Regions from separate parts of the Mus musculus genome. Here region 1 is linked to region 2. A link is a contact called in public Hi-C data. All regions are on one chromosome and are shown on one strand. The core of a region is the stretch at or near the end of the contact, and the rest is flanking DNA. Distances in the headings are between cores, read along the strand shown.

Region 1 (5,065 bases), core at 2,226-4,725, 83 kb before region 2:
CCCACAGGACTAAAGGAGTCCCACAGGACTAAAGGAGTACCACACAGCTGCACATGCTACTGCCCACATACTGCAAGAGACCTCTCTTTCAATGAGTACTGGCAGGCGATATTTGAGAAGGAAGGAGGGATAAACTAATAGAGGAATAACTACTCTTCAAAATAAACTGCAATCCAATCCACTCACAAAAAGATTCAATGTTGTTGCTGCTGCTGTTGTTTATTTTGTTTTCGTTTTTCCCTATCTCTAACCTAAGCAAACAGATACTGTGGCATGAGATTTGAAAAAGAAGGGAGATATAAAGGCACTCTCAGTTCCCCTCCTGGTCATTCAGAGCAAACTTAACAGGCAACAAATTCCATGCATCCATAAAGCCGTACTGAGATTTTTGTTTTGTTTTTCTTTTTTACTTTTTACTATTATAAATAAAATAATTCCTTTAAGAAACATCATCGTTGACTACCAAGAGTAAACCTATACAATATCATTAGCTAGAAACAAATCATGCTGAGTTGTCTGTGGTCATCTTGACAGAAACACAAGATTAACAGAGTCAGGTTTGACTGTTTCTGTAATTCACAACCCCAGTCTTAGTTAGGTTTTCTATTGCTGTGATGAAACACCATGACTAAAAAGCAAGTTGGGGAGGATGGAAAGTGGTCAATGTTTGTTTCATTGTTTTTGTCCATACCAGCTGACAGACCCTGTGAAGCTTCTGACTGCAATGAGAAAAATCTCTGCAGTTCTGATACTGTTTGTAGCAACACTTTCAATGGGTGACTTGGAAAAAAAAACAAAAAAACAAAAAAAAAACAACAAAACAAACAAACAAACAAAAAAACCAGGCAAACAGCAGAATGAAAAGAACTAGATCCCAAGATTAAAAATATAAACAAAAAAATTATAATCAAACTGTCGTACACTATTCATTTTTGAGAATTAAATAGTCAGATGGTCTGCAAATTTGCTTGTGCCCTAAGAAATTTTAATGACTACATAGGGGACCAGCAAGCAGTGGGTGTATGTCATAGGGCTGTACTAAACCTGCTATAAAATATTTCTGCCCTAAAACAGGAAGTCAACAGCTACAACTTAGAACAAAGTTTAAATTTAAAAATTCAAATAAAACATTCTCTAAAAATATCTATTTATCAAGCATATTGTGTATGCTCACACATCACTACATTTTGAAAGTGAAAGTCCCCATAAGTCCTCAGTCACTTTCCCTTCCTATGCCCACCTTCCTTCTCTCGGTACAATCTCTTAGCCAGAAGGAATAAAATAAGGCTTGAGTTCTTGACTCTGCCACTTTCTAGCTTTATGATCATTCGTCAGTTACTTAACCTCTCCATTGCACAGTGTCTTCCAATGTGAAGAATAAATATTATCATAAGCCTCAGTGAGTCTAAGAGTATAGCAAAGCATGCCTACAAATGTCTGAGGTTACCCAAATATTCTACTGTGGGGCTAAATTGCATGAATAAATTTCAATCCAAGGTGTCCCCAAAGCAGCTGCAGAGATTTAAGACAGTTCAGTTCTTCCCTAATTTTAGCCCCTGTATCCTTTTTTCTGTTTATTGCCTTAAATTTGTGTTGTCTTACACTTTCAAAGGCAAGAAAGGGTCAGTGGGAAAATAAAGAAAAAGGACATCATTTTATTTGACATTTTTGCACTCAGTTTAGACTCTGAAGAAATAAACTGCAACCTCTGGTCATGCATAACTAATGACATGACTAAAAATACAAAGCCTAATATTAGCACTGTTAGCATTTAATAAAGAGAGCTATCTTCCTCTTTCTGTAAACAGACCAGGACACTTGTGAAAAGAAACACGGGGTATGTTAGAAAATTTTAAGGGTAAGGTATAATGGTAGAGGGCAAATCAATGAGTTCCTAGCAGATGACAGCCAAATTCTTGTTTGCCTCGGCTATGATCACTGCCTTAGTACCTCTCTACAAACACTAGACACTTTGGTTCTCTTTTTACTGCTCCTCTATGCTCAATAATGCATCAAAGTGCACAGGAACCATACACAGCTTTTGGAAAGTAGATAACTGACAATAAGAATATAATGAAGATTTGGATAGAATAAAACATAGATGATATAAAGGATTATTAGAACAAAGATTTTTCAGAAAAAAATAAAATCTTTGTAAGACTGCTACCACAAAAATCAAGCAATATCTAGTCAGTTACAAGATGACCTTGAAATGACAGAAGGGAAGAGGTTAGAGGTCTTAGAGGTATTTGCTTATTTCAGACAGAGGAGAGTCCAGACAGTAGTATTCAGGGACAGAAGACACTTCTCAGTTGTCTAAGAAAGCATGAGTGCCTCTCTTGTGAAGGGAGTCACAAATGTATCCTGTTTCCTCATGTGTGAATGTATGTGTATGTGTATGTGCATATTCATGAGTGTATGAGTGCCTTTGTATGTGTTGGTGGATACATACATTTGTATGTGATTCTGTGCATGTGCAAGCATGGCTGTGTTTGTACACACACACACACGTGTGTGTGTGTGTGTATGCTTGTGTATGTTCAAACTCTCCAAATTGGCTAGGCTGACATGTCAAAAGGCCCTAGGGACATGCCTTACTTAAACATTTAAAAAAACCTCGGTGTGGTCTGAACATGAAATTGCCCCCACAGGCTTGTGTGTGAAGATCCTTGGTCCTAAGCTAGTGGTGCTGGAAGTTGTGAACCATTCAGGAGATGGAACCTGGCTGGGGGAGGTATGTCAGTGGAAGCAGGCTTTGAGCTTTCAGAGCCTGGCTCCACTTCCTGTTTCTCCCTATCACTCTTTCTGATACCCGTTCCCCTGGCCCCAAATAAACTCCTTGTTTGGATGAAATGTGGTCAGCCAGCCTCACATTCCTGCTGACAATCCTTTCCCAAAGTGAGGTCCTGAATGCCCTCTAGAACTATAAGTCAAAATAAATCTCTTTTTTCCCCTCAAAGTTGTTGTTGGGGTTTTTTGTGTGTTTGGTTGGTGGGTTTTGTTTTGTTTTAATCAGGGTACTCTGTCGTGACAACAGAAAACTTACTAATATATAAAGGTCCCGGAGTCTGAACTCAGATCCGTGTGCTAGCAAGGCAAACAAGTGGCTGCCTGAACTATTCCCAGTCCTATATTTAAGCTGTCTATGGGTTAAATGATAGAGTCCAGTGGTAAATCAATTTTTAGATGAACAGACTATTGATCCAGTCTTGGAATGCCTCACTGCCTATTTGTACGATTTTCCCAAAGAGAAAATATCAGGAGACAGTTTCAAGAACAAGTAATAAAATTAATTAGGGGCAGACAGGATTGAGGCATCTATTGTGTAACCACACAAAGACCCCCAATGGGAAGCAATCTGTACAGTTTTACAGCCCTGAGTAGAGTCTGAACAAATGCTAAGATTTGAGAACTATCGCTATGTCATAGTGCTGCTGTGCTTTGACTGAATAAACTAAAACGAGATAAGTGAGGGAAAAGAGCAAAGGTCTGAAAAAGCATCTGAGGCCAAACGCAATTCCTGAAGGAAGTTAAAGGTGGCAAGCCTGTAAGATAGAAATAAAAATATTCACGGTTCATGGAGGAAAGGGGAAAAACAGGATGAGAGTAAAAAGAGCAATGTGAGAAACAGAGAGTTAGAAAAATAGAAACCAAATTGTCGTTAGGTTTAATATGACTCTTAAAAAACAGATATTTCAGAGGACCCCTTTATAGCTAAAGGGCAGGGGGGAAAATTAAGTCCAGGGAACATAAGGTAAATGAGAGCAAGAAAGAAAGAATAGTACTGGTTAAGAGATGGTAGGAAAAAGTATTCATGAAGTAAATGAGGAAGGGAAGAAGTTGCTTGAAAGTAAAATAAAGAAGTGCTGTGTCTGTCAGGAAGAGTGGGGACTGAAAGGACAGATTAGAGGACAGGGTAGCTTACTGCTCATTTCCAGAAGTAACTTAATCTAAGCCTTACAAGGAAGTGCCAGACAGACCTGGATATGACAGCCAAGAAGCTTAATGCACTGTTAAAGCTGGCTTTTGAACAAATCGAGCACTAAGATGATCACATGATCGTAAGAGTGGAGTCTGGAAAGATGGCTTGCTGGAGAAGCTTGCATCCTGCTCTTTCAGTAGACATGAGTTCAGTTCTGAATATCCGTAGAGTAGGAGTCTCCAAGGTACTCCACGCTCTCTTCTGGCCTCGTCAGCAGCCCACAGACACACACACACACACACACACACACACACACACAAACACACACACACACACACACACATATTACATGGCTCTTGCATAGAAATGAGTGGAAAAGAATAAAAAAGTAAAAAGAATGAAAATTTGCACTCAACCCCAGGACTGCAAAGGCATCCAAGAAGCCTTACATAATGCACCAATGTAATGTTCAGGAAGAATTATCAAAGGCTGTAATGCAGAGCAACAGCCTCTGAGAAATAGTTGTGTTGCTATATGACTTGTTAAGGACAGTGTATATCCAGAAGCATGACACATGGTGGCTGAGTAAAATTAAGTAAACCCAAGCAGATCTGAGAAAAATGGAAGGTGTAGGGATTGTGTTTATAATCATGTCAGAATTCTCAAAGGCTCAGCACAAAAAAGGGGGGGGGTTAACAGAGGTGTCTTCTCAGAGCATAAAAATCTGTAAAGTATGGGATGAAACAAAGAAGAGAGATGATTGAGCATACTGTGATAAAATTTCATCATTAAACACTGGAGTGACTAGGAATGTTGTCAAAAAAAATCCCTGTTATTTTTTTTCTACTAAAATGTTAATAGTACATTTGTAGATTTTACTGGGCCAGGAACCTTGGGATTAAGGATGAAATTAATTGGCTTCAGAATTCCAGATGGAGTTTTGAATAAGTTTGCCAAAGCACAAGCAAAATGCATGGTTTGCCACCCAGTCTAGTATTCGGAAGACTGCTCCCAGTTCCAAATCAAACATTACGCTTGTATAATTGTCTGTGTATCAGGGAGCTGCAGGTTGCAAAATATGAACGCTAGGGAGAAAAATTGTTTCCACTAAGACCGGACCCTCTGAGAGAAGACTAAGAAAAT
Region 2 (5,434 bases), core at 456-2,955:
AAAAAGGAAAAAAATTCTATCAGAGTGGCTTAGAATTTGTGTATTGTTAGCAAAATAACAAAAATGTCATCACAAGTTCACCATGATTTATAATGTCTGTAAGTTTTTATTATTGGCAAACTTTTGAAAACTTCTGTCAAATTTCTTTGACAAAATGAACAGCATGTCAGGACACTAAGCTCTTGTGACATGATTAATATTAAACACTCTGAATTTGAGGGTTTGTAAATTGTTCTGATATCAGTGTCTTTCATGGGGAGGGGTCCATGACTGAAGAAAACCAAAATGAGCTCAGCAACATTCATCACTGCTCTCTGTAACAGGACTGCTGTCACCACGTGACCGGATGCTCCTAGGCTGTTCTTCCCTGATTGGCAGGCTCTCTGTTTGGGAACTGTGAGCAGAAATACACCTTTCCAAAAAAAAAAAAAAAAGAAAGAAATACACCTATCCTTCCCTTAGCAGCTTTCTCTGGCATCTTGTCACATCCACAAGACACGCAACTACTACAATGAGTTACTGGCAGTTGAATTCCTACACATTTAATGAAATAGAAAACAAGCCATCCGAAAACGCCGTTCTGTATAGACTTTGGATATTAGACCATCAGCTTGAGTATCGCACTCCTGACAGTTTATGGCTTTAAGAAAGTGTTTAAGTGCTCTATGCTCAGTTAACTCATCTATATGCTTGAGCTACAACAGCTTACCAAACCCCACACTATCTAACATTCGTAGCCCAATTTGTACTATTTTCAAGCTGAAATCTGTCCTTACCATGTACAGGAACAACTAAAAATTGTGCTATATTCAAATAATTGAATATTACATAGAATGACAAATGAACAGTTAGGAGCCATGTCCAACAAACACAGTTCTACGTAAATACAGGAGTAAATTACATAAAGTACAGGTAAATACAGTCCATGTTCTTAGAAACACTGACAGTGGGTGGAAGGAAACCTGGAGGGCACAGAGGGTACCAAGGTTATTAGGTTGGGAGTTGAATATCTGCCTCAGTTCTGCATCAATTCAGCATGCTGCTGACACTTTTTTTCCACCTCTATATTTCTTACTATAAAATACCTCAATGACAAGTTAGAAAATTAGCATTTCAAGTTGATGGGTTTTTTTTACTTATTTTTTTCCTTTTTCTATTGGATATTTTCTTTATTTACATTTCAAATGCTATCCCAAAAGTCCCCTATACCCTCCCTCCCCACCCCAGCCCTGCTTCCCTACCCACTCACTCCCACTTCTTGGCCCTGGCTTTCCCCTGTACTGGGGCATATAAAGTTTGCTAGACCAAGGTCCTCACAGACCAGTTGCTTCACACATATAAAAAGAATTTCTTGGGAGATTCAATTCATTAATTTTAGAAAACCAATCCCATAATCAACATCCATTAGCATGACAATCTTTTCAACATTTCTGTATTATGTATGCATGGGTGTTGGTCCTGAAAACACTGCCTAACTGAAGTTCTCTCAATGATTTTTAAATGTGCCTTCATGCTTTCTGTTCTGTGGTTTGTCCACAGTAGAACACAATTTAAAGGATTATGAAATCCAGCCCTTGCTCACATTTCCAGAAATGTGAACTTGTTTCCAAGCAAAACAAGCTGTGATTTACAAGAACAATCCAGCAGGTCACTGACAGGGCATAGTAACAACAAGAGATAAAACGCCCATGCTGCTGGACTTGTGGTCTACTATTTTAGTTTACTTTGCAGAAGTTGCTCATGGGCGGAGCAATCCTGATTTCCTAAACTGACTTTCAACTTCCCTTTGAAGCAAGTCTTTCCCTGCTGTGACCACAGTTCATAGCAGAGAGGAACTGGATGGTACAGCACAGATTTCTCTTGGAGTCAGTTGGTCCCAGAAAGATCCAAATTATGAGACTGTCAGCAAGAATTATTTGGCTTATATTATGGACTGTTTGTGCAGCAGAAGGTAAGCTGGAAACATTCTTTTCTCCTTCTTGCTGAGCCAAATTATAAAACATTTGCAGAAAATGTTTCTCACAGCAATCATTCAAATTATGTCTGGAAAATATATGTAATTACTAGTCTGTTACTTAGTGGATTTGGGTGGTAAGTTTAAAAACTGTAAACTGTTCATTTGACTATTGTAGTTGATAATTTGGCGAAATGTAAAACTCGAGACAGTGCTTTAAACAACCATTTGCAATCTATAATTGGGCATAGTCATTCAACTTTTAGTTATCATGATACAGGCTCCTGTTTTGTTCATGAGTGTCCCTGAAATATTTTATGTAAAACTAGTAAGAAATATGTAAACATCCAAACTTAATGAAAGCATTCACTTTTATTTTAATGAGTGGATTTATTTCAGGCATATTTCTAACCCTTCATAAATACATCATTTTACTGATACTGCCATGGCTTTAAAAGTTTTGTTCATAAGAACTGCAAGCATGAGATAAAATGATTATAAAATTTGACAGATAATCTGTACACAGTATTGGAAGGATCTGATTTGTTCCTGGTTTTGTTTTCTGAGAGTACATGTGAGGCATATTTGCTTCTGAAAGCCATTTTGAGGTAGGTAATATGAGTGTTGGAGTTCTTCTTTCATGGCAGTAACAGAAATTCCGACTTTATTATTCACTTAAATTCTACCAAAAATTGCTTAGTTTATCCATCGAAAGAGTTTACTCTGCTAATTTATGATAGGCAACTAGTTATGTGAAAAAACAATTAATTAACTCTTCTTTGTGTTTTGATTGTTTAAGATAGGGTGTCACTACACCCTTGGACTCACTGTAGTCCTCCTGACAGCCTCCCATGGGCTGAGGTTACAGGTGGGAGTGACTGCCATCCCTGACTTTTTATTTCAAGTGAATGACATAACTTTAATAATTTCCTTAAATGTTTCTCTTAGCTAATGCTTTGTAACTTGAGGCTTTGCTGTAGCCTCTTCACTAAAGAATTCTAACAACCTCTGACTGAATATTTACCAAATCTGGGAAGAAGAATAGATACAGATTCTTAGTTATATCTTTTTGTAAAATTCTAAAAAAATATTTAAGGGTATTTAATACTTTTTGAAAGAGTAAACTTTTTAAATCATATTTTCTAATATTATTCCTTATATTTTAGCTTTTGAATCTTATATTTAAGATTAAGGCAGTCATTTCCTTGTGTATGAAAATATAAGTATTGCTAAAATGAAATATTGACCAGTAATTCTAAATCAATGGTGATATTACCAAACATAACTCAACTTTTTATTTTGTCAAAGTCAATGTTTCATCTTTTATTTTGATGCTCTACTTGAATAATAATGCTTACTAAGAGATTTCTTTAGATACATATGATTAAAGAAAGAAGTATTTTATTTTTATCTAATTTTTAAATCTTAATTGATGCAAATTGAATTAATATGCTTACATAATTACAAAGCAGAATTTCAATATCAAAAGGGAAGTGTCATGATGTTTACATGATACTTTAATGTTAATGATTTAAAAACCCTCATTTATGCCATGGATATAAGATAATTTTTTTGTTTATTACTGGATCTGAATTTTTGTATGTAGTCACATGTGGTGCCAGTTCCCGCTGATGAGTTGGGCAGTTACAAGGTATACATTACTGCTTCTCCAGCTGTCCAGTTAGAGATGAATTGGGAGTTTAGTGTTTAAAACAGTATGTAGGGTAACCTCACGATATGGATAAAGTACACATAATACAGAGGCAGGGGTATGAAGTTTCATGGATTCTCTGTGGGCACAGTAGTCTCACTTTAGTCTTTGCTTGGCTTGTAGCCTGTGTCTATCTCAAGTGTAAATAATTTAATCAGTCTATCAACTTAACAGAAATTTCACCAGACAGAAGAGCTTGGATCAATTAAAACAGTTATGTTTAATTATGTATGTGTGTATACACTTCAATATTTGCTTTGTTTCCCACAATGCTATTAAGCTGATTTAAAAAAAAAAAGTTTGTGAAATGCTATTAGGCTTTCCTAAACAGGGAAGAAAAGATTCCAGGAGTCTTTTCGCTCTGATAAAGATCACCATTCTTTTAAAACCAATGTTAATTGGGCGTAGCGTAAACACAGTAATGATCTTGCTCAATCCATGGGCCCCACCTGGCCAAAGGAGGAATAAAGCCTCCTGCAGACGGAGCTCCAGTTTCCTCATGCAGGCTGGCCAACTGTGTGTTCCACCCACGCAAATAACAAATAGTAATAACCTTAACAAAAAATGTAAAAAGCAGAATTCATAATTAAAAAATAGTAACCAAAGGAAGAACGGTGAATCCAGTTTCCTTTCTTCCTTCCTTACTTCCTTCCTTCCTGCCTGCCTGCCTGCCTGCCTGCCTGCCTTCCTGCCTGCCTGCCTGCCTGCCTGCCTGCCTGCCTGCCTGCCTGCCTGCCTGCCTGCCTGCCTGCCTGCCTGCCTGCCTGCCTGCCTGCCTGCCTGCCTGCCTGCCTGCCTGCCTGCCTTCCTTCCTTCCTTCCTTCCTTCCTCCCCCTCTTTCTTCTTTCTTCCTTCCTTCCTTCCTTTCTTCCTTCCTTCCTTCCTTCCTTCCTTCCTTCCTTCCTTCCTCCCCCTCTTTCTTCTTTCTTTATTTCTTCCTTCCTTTCTTCCTTTCTTCCTTCCTTCCTTCCTTCCTTTCTTCCTTTCTTTCTCTGTCTCTTTTTTCCTTTCTTTCCTTTCTCCCCCCACCCCCCTCTCTCTCCCCTCCTTCCCCTTTCCACATGCCAAGGGCTTCCTTTAGTGCAGTGCTTGCCTGCATTCCCACTCCCAGTTGCCAAGAACAGTAAATGCTGCTTCTTGCAAAACCACAGGCTGCTTAGAATTGGGTCAGATTTACAGGACAACCTGTAATGTAAAAGTTCCTCGGCTGAGCTGTGTAATTTCAGTTCTGGGGAATGGATTATACCCAAGCTTTCCAAGCATGCATTTTACTCTCACAATTGGATATTGTATGAAATTAGGCCACAGCCTAGAATTGCTAAAATGAACCAATTAAACCTGTGCTGAAACAAAACCAAATAACTGCTGTGTGCTTTCTGGAGAGATAAGTGTTTTCTAATTCTGCAGGTTTAAAGTACAAAAATGTCCTTTCAGGCTTAGAGACTTTAATCATAGAATGGAGAATCGGTTTAATTCTACAATGTTTTGTTTTAAGTATATGATGTTTTCAAACTTAGTCTAACATTGATGTGGAAAAAATGATGTTATACATATTAATTATGAGTTAATAATAGTTGCTTTTTGGGAAGTTTAGAGAAAAGTTAATTTTGCACTTTTTTCTTTGTCAAAAAGTCAAATGATTTGACTTAAGATATTTCTGCTTTTTCTTAAGAAAAAGAATTAATATGCTTTTACTTTTTCTTTCTCTCTGTGTCCAAAATGGAAATCAACTGATACTGTAGGGTTTGCCACATCTTAACTGAAAACCA

The links. Hi-C and Micro-C count contacts between places; a contact is called where the count stands out from the background.
Region 1: a Hi-C map of liver shows a contact between it and region 2, with 3 times the contacts expected there. The contact joins the enhancer-like site here to the promoter of Cfh in region 2. A contact is called at or near these places in 9 of 39 promoter capture datasets (the C10 cell line, the SN4741 cell line, cranial neural crest and 5 more), 1 of 15 datasets of contacts at CTCF or cohesin (embryonic stem cells), 14 of 484 Hi-C or Micro-C datasets (cerebral cortex, cumulus cells, embryonic stem cells and 4 more), 4 of 115 datasets of contacts at active chromatin or transcription factors (embryonic stem cells, heart atrium and hepatocytes) and 3 of 9 other capture datasets (adipose tissue, liver and pancreatic islet).

What each region holds. Positions count from the first base shown.
Region 1 is chr1:140,265,196-140,270,260 of GRCm38.p6, reverse strand. All of the region lies in intron 1 of Kcnt2 (potassium channel, subfamily T, member 2), which reads right to left. Among named protein-coding and RNA genes, the nearest start is that of Kcnt2, 22 kb to the right of the region's middle. Within about 2 kb of position 3,475, at least 8 of the 459 cell types and tissues checked have an H3K27ac peak or open chromatin away from gene starts, as enhancers often do. A contact at or near this core is called in granulosa cells, hepatocytes and liver, where this site is marked.
Region 2 is chr1:140,179,682-140,185,115 of GRCm38.p6, reverse strand. Cfh (complement component factor h) reads left to right here and starts at 1,705. Exons shown (of 22, transcript NM_009888.3): 1 at 1,705-1,951. The coding sequence starts at 1,840.